2 separate regions of the Ovis canadensis genome follow, and region 2 is linked to region 1. The links are chromatin contacts, called in public Hi-C maps. All regions are on one chromosome and are shown on one strand. The core of a region is the stretch at or near the end of the contact, and the rest is flanking DNA. Distances in the headings are between cores, read along the strand shown.

Region 1 (7,710 bases), core at 3,821-6,320:
CATCCTCTGTAACCTCAACCACAACACACGCTCCGTGCCTCTTCTGTTCATGCTCACGTTCCAACACATACCACCGCCTCACAAACACGGTGGCGCTCGAAAACCAGTTACTGAATGAATCTCAACTCCGTGGGCATTTGCTCTCACCACTTACATTTCGGAACAGGTATGTTTCAAGTCGCAAATAAGGGAAGTTGAAACCACTGGTGATTAGCAATGGAAGTCCAACACAAATTTCTATTAACAATTGGCTCAAAGCTGCTCCAAGGACAGCCAAACACCATTTATTCTGAATCTATTCTAGTTACATAAGCTAAACAGTACGACTATGTGCTTCAAACTCTCATCTGGATTCTCCAGAGAATTAAAATGTTTTACTCTGCAATAACTAAAACTGGTTAAAAAAAAAAAAAAAGTGGTGGGGGTGGAGAGGCCCTCTCCTTCACCAGAATAAAGGGGCTTCCACCAGCTTGACTTAAAATCTCTCAGCTTAAGATTTGTTTAACAGTACATAATACCACCAGTGTGAGGATCCACACAGGTTTAGGATTTCCAAAGTTTGGCAACCCATACAGACACTGGGCTACAGATCAGTGATCAACCATCGTAACCAGTAAGGATGAGAAAACAGATGAGGTGATACGAGAGACTAGAGGAAAACGTGGTCAATCTATAAACTTCTAAATCAAGCCACAAAAGCAATGTATCTCTGCACCCGCTGAAGAAAAAGAGGGCAGGGAATTCCCTGGCAATCTAGTGGTTAAGACTCCAGAGTTTCACTTCTGAGGGCTCGGGGTCAATCCCTGGTCAGGGAAGAGAGAGAGAGAGAGAGAGAGAGAGAGAGAGAGGGAGAGAGAGGGAGAGAGAGGGAGAGAGAGGGAGAGAGAGGGAGAGAGAGGGAGAGAGAAGAGGGCCGGGAGGAGAGAGACGGGGAGGAAGCCGCGCAGCCCGCGCAGAGCGCTGCTCTGCGGGCACAGCTGGCCTCCATGGGCTCAGGGGGGAGCCACAGCGCTGGCCCGGGGGCTCCTGCAGGCAGACCCTCCTGATGTGCACGGGAAACTTCTGCAAGACCCAGGACTCCCGGTGCGCCAGAGCTCACAGCAGGGTGTGCTCGCCACAGACCCTCTCTCTCTGAGGCCCACAACGTGCTGTGGTGCCCCGCGACCCTGCAGAAGCGTCTCTGCTGCGGGGCCGACCGCGGGCCTGACTGGCAAATGCCTGTCCTCACCCTCCGGTCTCCCCACCCTGATCTCCCCCACGCATCCTCTTTACCTCCGTCTGTCTGCTGCTCCTGGCCTCATGACCCCACACCCACCTCAGTGACCAGCAGGCGTGGACGAACACCCTCCTCCACTCTCCCGTCCCCGCTTCTCCCCAACGAAGATTCTCACAGTGAACTCAGAGCACATCTGACGTAGCCGCTTCGCTTTTTCCCCAGAGGGGCCTGTGGTACCTGGAGGCTCCACACCAGGCGTGAACACAGCTGAAACCCCTCAGGGTTTCAGTCCACACTTCCAGTGCCCATTCCATCCCACAAACTAGGGTTCCCCCGAGCATAACCACATCCAGCCCTCCAGTGCTACCCGTGGGTGTCTCCACACTACAGGCTGAGACCACAGCACCTAACTATTTATGATCCTGCCGCTTTCGGAAAAGGCCTGCAGACTCCTGTACTTAGAGACCTCACAGGACGACCCCTACGGCTGCTGGCTGGCTTGAGAACCAACAGAAGAATGTGGCGCAGCAGGAAGGAGGGAGGTGCCCAGGAGGTGGCTGCAACAGCCTCTGGGCCAGAGATCACAGAGGTTCACACGAGGCGGTAAGCAGTGGGGACAGGGAGAAACAGGTGGACCAGGAGAAGACGACAGTAAGCTGATGGGCTGGACGCAGGGTGTGAGAGAAAAGCAAGGAACCAAGGGGGACATCTAGTTTCTGGCCAAGCCACCAGGAGGACGCAGTTCCTACTCTGAACGAAGACCAGGTCTTTGAAGGAGATTCGGACCCATGACTGGACACTGTTATTTACACTCGTTGTTCTACAGAAAAACCTGTGACTCACTGTCCTTTCAGAAGAGCCAACATCCTTACAACAGACTCGAAGGGCATCCCCCGTCAGCCTCTCCTCTAACTTCATCAAATTCCGTAGCTCACTGTGCCCCCCACCAAATTCATACACTGACGTATAATCAGCTACAGGACAGGCACAGCAGGGTGGTCCTCCACTGGGTGAACAGGTCAGAACGGCACAGCCTTCGGGGATGGGATCTGTGGTCTCATGAAGGAGGCCCTAGAGCTGCCAACTGAGGGCGCAGCAGGAATCACGAACCAGGAGTGCCGCTCTCACCGGAGAGCAGACCCGCCAGCCCCTGGATCCTGGGCTTGCCAGCCGCCGTGACTGTGAGGAGTGAATCCCTGTCACTTATGAGTCACCCGGCCAGGATGGCCCCAAACCCACCAAGACCCCAGCGCGCGCTCCACCCCAGCTGCCGTGCCTCCACGTCTTCCCAAGCACACGAGCGACTGGCCACCACAGCAACCTCTCGGTCGTCTGGGGTGCTCCTCTCCAAAGACGTCTCCAGAGCTCATCCTCACCCTCCCTGCCCAAAGACAACCTCCCTGAAGCCTCCAGGACTCCCTACTTAAATTCTACCAGACACTGGCCCTTTCCTCAGCCTTTTATATTCCTCTCCCTTTCTCGGCTCAATTTATTTCCAGCACATTTATTACCTTCTCACATAACTTGTTGACCATCTCCTCCCCCCACCTCCTAACACAGAGGCTCTGAGATGAATACTTGCCTTTTCACCCACTGCTGTAACTGCACTTCCTAAAACACAGCAGGGGATCAAAAAACATTTGCTGAGTGAATAAACAGCCCAGAGAATAAATACAACTTACAAACGATTCAAGAGAATTTCCCTCATGGACCTGGGTTTTGAGGGGAAAACAAAAGCACATTATGAATGCCTCCATGAGACATCTCAGCTCAGACAGTGACTTTCCCATTTGTTCCCCCTCTATTTCAGAGTGCCAGGGCAGGACTTTCTTCTCTCCCTCCCTGCTCCCAAGCCCTTAAAATGTTTGGGATCAGCTCATAGATGATGCTGTTAGAAAAACAAAGCCCCAAACCCTCAGCTTCTCTGATGGCCTCGGGGCCTACACTCCTTCCTGCCTTCACAGAGCTCTGCCTCTGCCCCAGCCGGAGCTCCTCCGGTTCCTCAGATGCCTCGCTCCTTTTCACCCCCAAACCCGATCACCTGTCAAACCTTCTACCTAGGAAGCTCCTCCACACCTATCCAGTCTGCTTCTCACCATTCACGTGTCCGAATGTCACCAGCTCAAGAGCAACCTGCCCTCCCGGCAGCCCCCAGCGGAGAAAACACCACCACTCCAACTCCTCCCTTATTTTCCTAACACTTCAAGCCTTCTGAAGTCTCACGTTCACACACACAGCACATCTGCAAGACGCTCTGGTCACCACTGCGTTATTCACCACTATGTCCCTGGTGCCCAGAACACCGGGTACAACAGGAGTAATTCAATTACACATCAGTACCACGCTGGACTACAACCAGAGGCTCTGCCAGCTCAGATGGTAAAAACTCCACCTGCCAAATGGGGGAGCCGCAAATTCGACCCCTGGGTTGGGAAGACCCCCTGGAGAAGGAACTGGCAACCCCCGCCAGCATATTCCTGCCTGGAAAAAAAAAAATCCCATGGACAGAGAGAGGAGCCTGGAGGGCTACACATACAGCCCATGGGTCACAAAGAGCTGGACACGACTGCACACACAGGCACAGACGGAGCACAGCGCTACTTTACCACCGAAAAACACTGATGACAGAAGCAAAAAGAGAGACTCCTGACATCAGATGGCTGCGAGAAGTCCAGCTGGGGAGGGGCACTCCTCAGGGCCTGAGGCCGACGCTGGCAGCGGCTCCTCTTCTGCCGGGGGCGCGCACACTCCATGCTACACTTCAGAGACCTGCAGCGTCCACGTGCCTTCGGGGGACGAATGACCCTCCTGGCCAACCCGCAGGCCACATGAGCACCCGCCCCCACCACCCCCACAAGCAAGAAATACGGAAGGACTGGCCAGCACAGTAAAAAAACAACCACCTTCTCCTGGGAGAGATTAGCTTTCCTCGGCATTCTGACCACCACTCATCTCCCTCGGAGTCAGCCTTGGGGGAAACACCGGGATTGGAGAAGGGAACCCCGGGGGGCCCCCCCACCCCTCCACCAGCGCTGCACCTAGGAAATGAATCCCAGATTCCAAGCCTGAAGAACGCAGCGAAAAGTCACTAAAACATGCTCAACTCTTGCAAGCCCATGGACTGTAGCCTGCCAGGCTCCTATGTCCATGGGATTCTCCAGGCCAGAATACTGTAATGGGTAGCCTTTCCCTTCTCCAGGGGATCTTCCCGACCCAGGGATCGAACCCTGGTCTCCCGCATTGCGGGCGGATTCTTTACCAGCTGAGCCACCAGCGCAGTCCAAGAATACTGGAGTGGGTAGCCTTTCCCTCCTCCAGGGGATCTTCCCGACCCAGGAATCGAACCAGGGTCTCTCCCTGCATTGCAGGCGGATTCTTCACCAGCTGAGCCACCAGAGAAGCCCTAGCCTTTCCCAAAACGGGGAGGGGGAGGGGGGCTTCCGCCCGAGGCCCACCCCCACCCCCGCCCCGCGCCCCGCACGGCCAGGCCCAGCCCCTCCGCGCCCTCGGCCTGAGGGGCAGACGCCTCACCTGCTGCAGAGAGGCGCAGCCCTGACAGCGCGAGAGGTCCGCCGCCGTCCCCGGCGCCGCCGAATGGGTCTCGCCCGGCATCATGGTGCCGCCGCCGGGCCCGCAGAGCCCGCGCGCCTCAGGGGCCGGCGGCCTCGGCCCCGTCCTGCCTCTGCTGACGCCGCCGGGGCCGCCTGGCCCTCCCGGGCCGCTTCCCGCCGGGTCCGGGCGGGTCCATCCGTGCACCGAGGTCCCCGTGGAGCCGGGCGAACGGCTCTCCGAGCCAGAGCCACCTCAGGCGCTGCAGACAGAAACGGTACACCCGGCGCGGCCCCCCGAGCGTGCGACGCCTCCGAGCCAGGACCCCGCCCCGCCCCGGCTCGCCCCGCCCCCACGCCGCGGCGCGGGGCTGCCCGCCGCGCCGCCTGAGGGAAAACGGGGCGCGGGGCTGCGCCGCGGCGGCGGGGACACACGCCCCGAGGAAACAGCGCAGGGCGGAGAGGCGTCGGACGGGCCCCCTCTTCCGCCGTGTAGCGTTTAGTCTTCCTTTGCCGGCTTGCTGTGTAGACGGCTTTCGATAGACACCTAAAACCTTCGCCGAGGGGGAGGTGACCTGAGGTGACGTCACTGCAGGCGCCTCCCGGCGCTGAAGGACCCCGCACGCTGACGGGCCGGTGCGCAAGTTTTAACTGGAGCGGCGCGCTCCGTCAGAGTGCGACCGGGCCCAGGCGGAGACCCGAGGACTACGTCTCCCGGCGGCCCCCGCGCGCCGGGCGGACCCCAAGCAGTTCTTCCTGCCGCCGCGGGCGCCCCTGAGGGGGCGGTTCGCCTAGTTAGACGTTGTCGTCGTCGCCGCTGACCAGCCCTTCTTCCCAGACGTCTCTCTTCTCACAGCTCCCCCCCGCCTTCCGTGTCCACTTGCCGTCCGGCCCCGCGCTCCTCGGCCTCTTCCTCACCCCCACCCCCACTCCGGAAGCCCTGCCAAGCACAGCGCTTGGCCGAATCCTGGGCAGTGGCCGGCTGCTAACAAATGTTATTAAAATATCTTGCAAAGGGAAAAAGAAAATCTTCACTTTACAGCAATTCCCGGATACACCCAAGTCCTCATTCTCTTGTTTGAATCGAAGTTTCCCCCGATATCCGCTGCCACCAGAATCTTTTGGATGATCCCAGCTTGTTGCCATCGGTTACCTTGCTCGGAAGCCTCAGACGTCGCTTCTCGACGTCTGGTTAGGAAGTCCGAATTCTTAGCGTCCCATACAAGAACTGCATGCATTAAGGAGACGTCCCAGGCCCTATCAGCTCCTTTCTAAATCTTCGGATGGAAATTGCAACTGAAAACAGCACCCACACCCACCCACACCCACCCCCCCACCCCCCGCCACTTCCAAGAAAGCAGTCTGTGTTCCTCTCCAAACGCCGGCATCCCTGTCCTTGCTTGTACACGCTCTGCGGTTGAAGCTGGCTGTGAAGTGGAGGGACCAGGTGTCCAGCAGTCGCTTAGATCACCTGCCCTTGGCACTGAAGACACGTCTGTACTCGTCCGAGGGGCTAATGTGGGATGTGCAGAAGACAGGAGTAGGGTTAAAGTGAAAGAAGAAGCGAGAAAGGGGAGAGGAGCCCCTGTGGTCCTGATGACTTTACATGTTCCATGTCTGCCTTCCAACCTCGGACAAACAGGTCTTAACAGTAGCTTCCCTCCCCAAATGTTTCCCCCCACCCCCCTCCCCACCCCACCCCTCCCCAGCCCAGGGTATCTTAGCCAGGGAGGCACCAGCTTATTTATGCTCCAGCGTTGGCTCGCTCTGCACTGTCCACCCGCCTACACGACATCCCTACCCTTGCAGGAACTGGGAACTCGCTGCTGCCTTCCTGTCCCCTGCACCTGCCTGGAACGCCCTTCCTGCCAGCGTGGCATTCTGTAACCCTCCTGTCCTGCCAGGCCGCACGTTTTACCTCCACGACCACAGTGTGTATGTCCTTTTTTGTCTGCTTGTGGTTTCCTTACTATGTCATATCCTAACTTCTTTGTGACCCCATGGACTATAGCCCACCAGGCTCCTCTGTCCACGGGGTTTCCCAGGCAAGAACACTGGAGTGGGTTGCTGTTTCCTTCTCCAGGGGATCTTCCTGACCCAGGGACTGAAACTGTCTCCTGCATTGACAAGCAGATTCTTTATCGCTGAGCCATCAGGGAAGCCCCTTTTTGTTCCTTATCACTAATTTTTTTTTTTATTAATACCACATTTTGACTTGGATAGTGGTGTTCTTTATGTCTTAGAGGTGAGTTTTCCTTTTAAACACTGCAAAGTGCAAAGGCAATGGCTTCCCCACTCCAGTACTTTTGCCTGGAAAATCCCATGGATGGAGGAGCCTGGTAGGCTGCAGTCCATGGGGTCGCTAAGAGTTGGACACAACTGAACGACTTCACTTTCATTTTTCTGTTTCATGCATTGGAGAAGGAAATGGCAACCCATTCCAGTGTTCTTGCCCGGAGAGTCCCAGGGATGGTGGGCTGCCCTCTATGGGGTCACACAGAGTCGGACACGACTGACGCGACTTAGCAGGAGCTTAGCAGCAGCAAGTGCTGTACACAGTAGGTGCTCCGTGGATGGCAGAGTGAGTCAGATTTGCTGCGGCTAATTGAAAGTGAAAAATAATAAGTACTTCCACTCAGAAGTGAAAGTGCATTTGTTCCATCTTCTACCTTTATCATAAGATATTCAAAGGGGGAAGAAAGACAGCAGTCTGTTTTGTGTAATGTAGTGTGGGCAAACTTTCCATAAATGGCCACACAGTAAATATTTTAGGATTTGGGGAGCATACAGGTCTTTACTGCGTATGTCATTTTCTTTGTTTGTTTTTGAGAAACCATCTACAGATGTAAAACTCATTCTTACCTGGCAGGCTGTGCAAAAACAAGTGTAGTTGTAGTTCATAATGGAAATTGGTGTTGGCCGCTGGTTAGGGAGTGCCGGAAACGA
Region 2 (7,710 bases), core at 2,204-4,703, 280 kb after region 1:
GCCGGCCTGCCCTGTCTCAGGCTATGTGAATGTGTGAGTATAAACCAATATAAACTATGAATGCATGCCCACAGACACAGGTCTCTCTTGTCCAACAGAACAAAACTCTAAAAGCTTCCACCCTTGACCTGGAAGCTTAGCTTACCCTAGATTTTGAAAAGCTATTAGTAACAAGCTCATGCTATATCTTTGGGGAGTCCCTGGTGGGTCAGATGGTAAAGAATCTGCCCGCAGTGCAGGGGACCTGGGTTCAATCCCTCGGCCAGGAAGATCCCATGGAGAAAGGAATGGCTGTTGTCTTTGCTCTGAAAAAGACCTGCTATTATTATGACAAAGGTTAATTTGTAGAAAAAGCATTCAAGTCTCCTCTGAAGGAGAAGCAATGCTGAATCAGCCAAAATGAAAGGAGTGCACCGAATGCCTGAACATAGAATTGATCTCCATGAACTTATCTACTGTTGCTCACAGAATATATGGAGTTCTCTTTCTAACTGCATAATTACCCCAGACACCCAGCAACATTGTCTATAGAGGTTAAAATATGTGTTAAACAAGCCTTTTGGCCAAAAGAGTTACTTCAAAGCCAGCTGTGGGTTTTGAAAGAAAAAAGTGTTAATCACTCAGTCATGCCGGACTCTTTGCGAAGCCATGGACTGTAGCCTGTCAGGCTCCTCCATCCATGGGATTCTCCAGGCAGATACTGGAGTGGGTTGCCATTCCGTTCTCCAGGGCATCTTTCCGACCCAGGGATCAAACCCGGGTCTCCTGCATTGCAGGCGGATTCGTTACGATCTGAGCCTCCAGGTTTTGAAGGCATCCCCAGACATCTAGCAGTCAGCTAACCCCAGCATCACACAAAGTCAAAAGAGGTCACTGCTGAGCACAAGCAGTCTCTCTCTGGTCCTGTGGGGGCTCTCCACTGAAACTCACTCTCTCAAGTCAGCCATCTGTAACTGTGGGCCTGAAACACCTCCACAGCGGGAGTGAGGGGGCGGCGCGTCCCCTGGCTACAACCTCACTGACGGTGGCACCCACCTTCCCCGTGAAGTTCTAACCAAGCCAGCCAACTGGTTCTTTCCGGAACTCTGCGGTTTGTGACCCCAGCTGAGGAGTTAGGCGATCAGAGCCACGTGCCCGCCAGGCTGGAGTCCAGTTCACAGGACGCTCCTCCGGGGAGAAGGGCACACTTGGGCAAGATGTCTTGGGTTCTCCTCCTGGAGGTGATTCTCTGTCTCTAAAGCTCTTACCTCCCAGAAAACCCCATAAATGTTAGGAAACACTGAAAATTCTTCTGAGGCCTTCAGGAGTTCTCATGATTCTAGAAAGCTAGAATTTTCAAAAAATCTTACTTTTTAAGTGGGAAAAAGACAATTAACTACAGTATAAGTCATTACATACTAGAATGAAACGTAAGAGAAACACTGAAGACAAGGGCAAGCCCAAAAAGGTGAGCTTGAAATAACTCTTTGGCAAATACAGGGAAAACGTTTTCTATTCTTTACCTCTAGCGCCCTCTGGTGGATTCGGAAGAGGTCCTACGTTCCCGCATTTCATTTATCACTTCCCAGGCTCTTACAGGAGGAATCTCAATAATTGACGCATATAATTCAATGATTGCCTTTAGGAGTTTTGTTAAGAAGCTACATTCAGTTGTTCTGAATTATTAACTCATTTTTTGAGGTTTACTGAAAAAATATGATGGGGTAATCAAACCTGATTCTTCCTCTATAAGTCACTAACAACATTTGAGATGGCAATTTCTTCTTGGAATCGATGCAAAGTATTCGTATTTAGCAACTGCCAATGGACTGGGTTCAGATGAAAAGCCAGCTAGCAACTGAAATTAAACGCCTGCTTTCTCAGCGACGCTAAAGCAGGTCAGGACAGGGAGGTCTCTCCCCCTGACACATGGAATAATAAATGCCGCTTGTGAGGAGAGAAAATATAACCACACACTGCACAAAGTTCTGACCTGCTTTTCTGTCACAGCAAGGCACTGGACTTGGACATTGCTCTTATGAAGTCACAAGACACTGATTACCCATTCCGCCAGCTCTCCAGGAGCATCCCTTTCGATGCCAAGGTAGCTACAGAGCAAAACAGCTGTCTTTTTGTCTTCTGCTCTGGCTTCCCAGGGGGCTCAGTGGTAAAGAATCCACCTGCCCATGCCGGAGACCTGAGCTTCATCCCTGGGTCGGGAAGATCCCCTGGAGAAGGCAATGGCAACCCACTCCAGTATTCTTGCCTGGAGAATCCCATGGACAGAGGAGCCTGGCGGGCTACAGTCCACCAGGGGCAAAGAGTCGGACACGACTGAGCAGGCAGGCAGGCAGGGTATATGCCCAGTAGAGGGACTACTGGGTCCCATGGTGGTTCTAGTTCCTAGGTTCCTGGCAGTGAAGGGTGTTCGCCGTAAAAGGCCGGAAAGGGACAGGTGAAGGAGGGGACGAGGGGATGAAAGGCGCTATAAGCTTTGCAATCGCTTTGGTGTCTGCCTTAATATAACTCCTAGGTTATTCCTCTCTTCTATTTCATCCAAATACATTCCATTGCTTTCTTCCCTAATGCTTATGGTAATAACGCTGGTAAATCGCATCTGTTTTACTGGGAAATGATATGAATATTGCTGAAAGTTGACTCAGCGGTGCTCGCTGGCGAAGCGCCGCAGCGTCTTATAGGGAATTCCCTGAGTTAGGAACCTTCGCAGCGTTTTGTAAACCAGCTTTGGAGTTTACAAGCTGCTCCCCGGAAAAGGTTCGAACCACCCCTCCCGCCCCGCGCGGACTTACCGCCCTCTTCCCCCGAGCCCGGCCACTCCGCGGGGCCAGGAGGACGCCGGACGCTCGGGCTCCCCGGCGAGGCCGCTGCGGGTCCCACGGCGCAAGCAGGTGCCTGCGGGAAAACAGCGTCGAGACCTCGGTGAGACCCGGCTGCGCGAGGGGGGCTCCAGGGAACGCCGCCCCCGCCGTCGGGACCCACCTGCGCACCCACCTGCGCCAGCAGCAGCACCCAGAGCGCCGCGCGGCCGAGGACCCGCATGGCCCGGCCGCCTAGCGCGCCCCGCGCCCGTCGCCCGCGCTGCGCCGCCGCGGGGAGAACGCACGGCTCCATCCAGGGGAGCTCGGAGGGGCCCGGGGCCGCGGGAGGCTCCCCAGCCCGGCAGCCCTGCGAAGCGGGCACCGAGGACCAGCCCGGCCGGCGCGCAGCACGGTGTCCCGCGGCGGATGCGCCGCCCGCGCCGGGGTTATTACTGCGGCTCCGCGGCGCGCGGGGGGCGGAGTGGCGGCCGCGGGGGCGGCGGGGGCGGCGGCGGAGCGCCCGCCCGCACCGTGGGAGAGACGGGGAGGGCAGGCGAGGGGAGGGGACGGGGAGAGGCAGGAGAGAGGGCGGCGGGGTGGGGCGCGAGCAGAGGAGGACCCGGGAGAAGCCGCGCGCTCCCGGGCTCGCAGTCGGCGCGCCTGGCCGGCCGTCCCGTGGGCACGCGGGTGGCCGGGCCGGGGGGACCCGGGGCGGGGGCGGTGAGCCGCTTGGGGCCGCCCGCCCCGAGCGCTCCGGCCCGCAGTCCGCGACTGGACAAGGCTCGCACCGCGCGGCGCGGCGCCCCGGCGCTCCCGGGTCCCCACTCCCGAGAGCCAGGCTTGCGCATCCAGAGGCCGACACCTGCCGCCCGCCGGCATGCGGCGGGACTGCGCCCGCTGGCCCTGCCCTTTCGCCCGGGGGAGGCGGGGTGTGAAACAGGAGTGCCCAGACCTTCTGGCAGATGCGCGCGTCGGAGAGCTGAGGACGCAACGGGCGTCGCCCGCCAGCTCGGGAGGCGCTGCGGGTGGGGGAAGCTCCGGCCTCCGTCCCATCGGCCCTGGGACGTGTGGGCGCTCCGGGCTCCAGCGGTCCTGGCCGCCGCGGCCTGGCCTTGCTCTGAGCGCGCCTGTCCCAGCGCCGCTGGGGCCCTAGTGCAGCCGATAGGGGAGGCTTTGGCTTCGCGGGTGGGTGCGGACCCGGGCCAGTTCCTGCGCCGCTGTGCCAGTCGCGCTAGGAGGCTGAGGACGCGCGGCCACCCGCCCGCCTACCAGCCCAGCCCGGGTTCTGCACCTGTTGATGGCCCTGTGTGTGAGCGCTCGTGCGTGCGTTTGAACGTGAGCGCGCGGACCCGCGCTAGGTGTACGTGAGTGTGTATTAGTGGCGGTCTCTGTGTCCTCCCCCCGCGTCCACCGCCGTGCCTGTGTGCGCGCTGGCGCCTGAGCGCACCGGGTTCTCCAGCGTGTGTCCTGCCGGTGGCCACTCCGTTCCACTCACTGCTCCTTGGCCTGCTAGACCCCTTACCTCCTGGAGGTCTCCGGAGTCTGGGCTCCGGCTTCGTGGTCCCAGTGCCCCGCACATTCAGTTAAGCCCGTCTTGGCCGGTTTTTGCACATTTTGGAGAGGAAGTTGAGGAAGTTGGTGGCAGTGGTCTCTGGACCCCCTTCGCCTGGCTCGCCCTGAGCCCGTGGGTGCCTCTGATTTCTGGCAGCTCGGCCGTGCAGGCTTGCTGGGCAGACACGGAGCACCCTCAGGCTGTGAAGGGCAGACTCCGTCTTCATCTCTCGCTCTCTTTCTCATATTTATTTATTTGAAAACTCTGCAGAAGTGGGAGAAATTTTACAAAAAGTGCATTGGGAAGTGGGCTTAAGCCCCTCCCCACCCCTCCCCCACGAAGTTCCTAACTGGTGTCTGCCCCCCGGGTGTGCCCATAGCCGGTCTGCCAGGGGCTCACTGGAGGCTGGCCAAGGTTCTGCAGGAGGCAGAGCGTCCCTTTGTCCTGAGGACTGGGCATTGCATGCTTGGTAAACGGAGGATCTCTAGTTATCGCTAATTGCGTGGAAGGTAACTTGCAAGGGCATCAGGTTTTCCAAGGCTAGCGACCATCACAGCGGCACACCCACGGCTCTCTTTCTGCAAGTTCATCGGATGGAATGAAAGAAGAATGGTCGGTAAAAAGGGTCCACTTTTGGAATTCTTTTATTCCCCTTTTGGAATACAACCAAAATCAATCTTTCCATCGTTAAGAAGCTATATCCTCTACAATGATGAAGGTTTTCCAGGTGTTTTAGCCCCTCATTGAATCTGGTGCTCATCCTAGATGACATAGATAAAGGGTCCACTGCAGCCTGGGGGCGAGGTTGGGGGTTGAGATGAAGGAAGTGGATGGGCTAGGTACAGGAGGGACACAGGAGACGGTGGAGCCCGTTTGTGACTTATAATAAGATACGTGTGTTTGGTCTCCAATTCCTGGCACAGAGCGCTCCGAATTTGGAATTTCCTGAGTACTGAGAGAAAGAAAAGTAGCTTTTATTACGTTAATGTGCTGGCTTTGCACCCAATGGGAGACCAGTTGCCCAGGGACCTACTCCTGTAGGTGTGCTTTGCTCACTTGCTCAGTGGCTTCTGACTCTCTGCGACCCCTTGGACTATAACCTGCCAGAAGCTGCCATAATTCCAAGAACTGGCCTCAAAGCAATGGGAACCAACGCACCCTGGAACTGAAAATTAACTGGACTTAAAACAATGAAGATGATGCTGATGAGACCACTGATGACCAATTTCTTGATGACTGTCAGAGTTGACTGAGCTGTTTTTGTGTATAGTCCCCTTCTGTCCAGGAAATCTCTTGCCCCACTGGTTGCTAGGGATGGGGGGGGGGGGGAAGTGGTCAGCCTGCGGACAGACGTTCACCCCGCCCCACCCCCAGTTGCCCACATCAGAAATAAAGCAAACTTTCCTTTCCACCAACCTGGCCTGTTTATTGGCTTTGGGGCGACGAGGCGCCAGACCCCACCATATACCTCTCGGCATCATGACTGGTAAACGCTGGTTGTCTTGCCCGTCCAGGTGGGTGTCCTGTGTTTGGTCGTCCTGTATGTAACCCTGGGGCAGTGGTCCCCCTCAGGACGGGAGAGAAGGGGAGGTGAGGAAGCACACGTGTGCAGACTTCCTTTTCAGGTTTTGTTTTCTGGGCATTGGCAACTTTGTAAAATGAACTGCAAAGACTTCCAAGTGATTTCTTTGCTTTGGAATATTTCCAACAAGTGGCAGTTATCTGGGCCTCCCCAGTATGCCAGATCATGCTAGAACATTAGCCTTTTCATTCCCTGGGTTTTGCTCCTGCCAGTTTTTTTCCATCTCTGCCTCTGGAATTCATGTGCCCTATTTGGGCTTTCCAGGTGGCGCCAGAGGCAAAGAGCCTACCTGTCAGTGTAGGAGGCATAGGAGATGCAGGTTTGATCCCTGGGTGGGGAAGATCTGCCGGAGGAGGGCATGCAACCCTCTCCAGTATTCTTGCCTGGAGAATCCCAAGGACAGAGGAGCCTGGGGGGCTACAGTCCATGGGGTCACGGAGTCGGACATGACTGAGCAACTGAGCATAGCACAGTGTTTAGCGTTAAGATAGGTCAGTATAGAGTTTAGATAACTGCTGATGTTACAAGATAACAAAAACCATTACTGAAAAATAAAAGGTTTATTTGTATGTATGTCTAAGTAAGGTTGATAAAAATTCTGCTCTGCGGGTGAGATGACTATACTGTCACATACACTGCTTTCTTTGTAACTGAATTTCAGGGAATTAAGCTAAAATCCTGAAAAGGTGAAAGTAAATACTGGTGATAAAAATAATAAGATACATGGGAAATGAAAAGTAAAGACATTTTTAGTATTTAGAAAAGTAAAGAGGTTTTGAATATTTAGAGATCAGCAACAGAAAAATGAAAATCAGGCATAGGTCTGACAACCGAAGATATAAAAAAAATCAGTACACATGATAAATTAAATTTGCTTCTTATAAAACAAGATCTTAGATTTTGTTATGGAAGTAAAACTCAGTCATATACTCGTAAATGTACACATGTACTGCAAAAGAAAACTGAAGGACTGAATGAAGTGTTATTTTCATATTAAATTATTTATCAGGTAAAATGGAGAATGCCAAGATAAGATGCTAGATCTGTTTCCTATCCTATAGGAGGCTTCATTTTCCCATCTGTGTAATGGACATGATTAAAACAGAAACTACTCCAAAAGGTTAGTATGAGGACAGAATAAGTGAGTGTTTACAGAGAAGTTAGAACAATGCCTGGAATGTGAAAACTGATATGTAAACTTAAGAGCACTTTAACTTAAATGCATTTTAGTGCATGTGAATGAAAAGTAATCCATATTATTTTAAAAAATAGAACACATGAGGAAAAAATCAGTTGGCAGAATCAGACGAGTATAGAGCAGATTCAACATGAGCATCAACATTCCCCTTGCTCCAACCGTTGCGTCCAAGCCCAGTTGATTTACACGGGAAATAGTTGCAGTGATCCTTCCAGAATAAAAGATTGCATCTCTTGAACAGAGTTCAGCATTTCTGCAGCCCTAAGACCAAGAATTGCACGGCAAATCTGATGTGGCAAATTGGATTCCTTTTTCCCATATCACGTCTCATTTGTGAAGACTTGGATAACTGGAAAAAACTGCCCATCTGACTCACACAAACTATGGGGAAAGAGAACCCAGTCTTTCTCTTTGCTAAAGGATCTGGGGAAAGTCTGGATAGTTCTCAGAGATGAAGAATGCCATCTGTAATGTTGTGAACACCACAGTTTGTGTTTAACTTAATGCCCTGGGCAAGAGTCAAATGGGAAACCATGTCTTGGACAACTAATTAACATCATGACTCTGATTGAGCAATTTT

The links. Hi-C and Micro-C count contacts between places; a contact is called where the count stands out from the background.
Region 2: a contact with region 1 is called in a Hi-C map of fibroblasts, with 10 times the contacts expected there. The contact joins the promoter of ADAMTS16 here to the promoter of ICE1 in region 1. A contact is called at or near these places in 2 of 2 Hi-C or Micro-C datasets (fibroblasts and lung).

Annotation. Positions count from the first base shown.
Region 1 is chr16:81,016,869-81,024,578 of ARS-UI_OviCan_v2, forward strand. ICE1 (interactor of little elongation complex ELL subunit 1) reads right to left here and starts at 5,071. Exons shown (of 19, transcript XM_069556168.1): 1 at 4,748-5,071. The coding sequence starts at 4,831.
Region 2 is chr16:81,297,185-81,304,894 of ARS-UI_OviCan_v2, forward strand. It overlaps ADAMTS16 (ADAM metallopeptidase with thrombospondin type 1 motif 16), which reads right to left and starts at 3,454. Exons shown (of 23, transcript XM_069556383.1): 1 at 2,992-3,454; 2 at 2,790-2,892. The coding sequence starts at 3,111.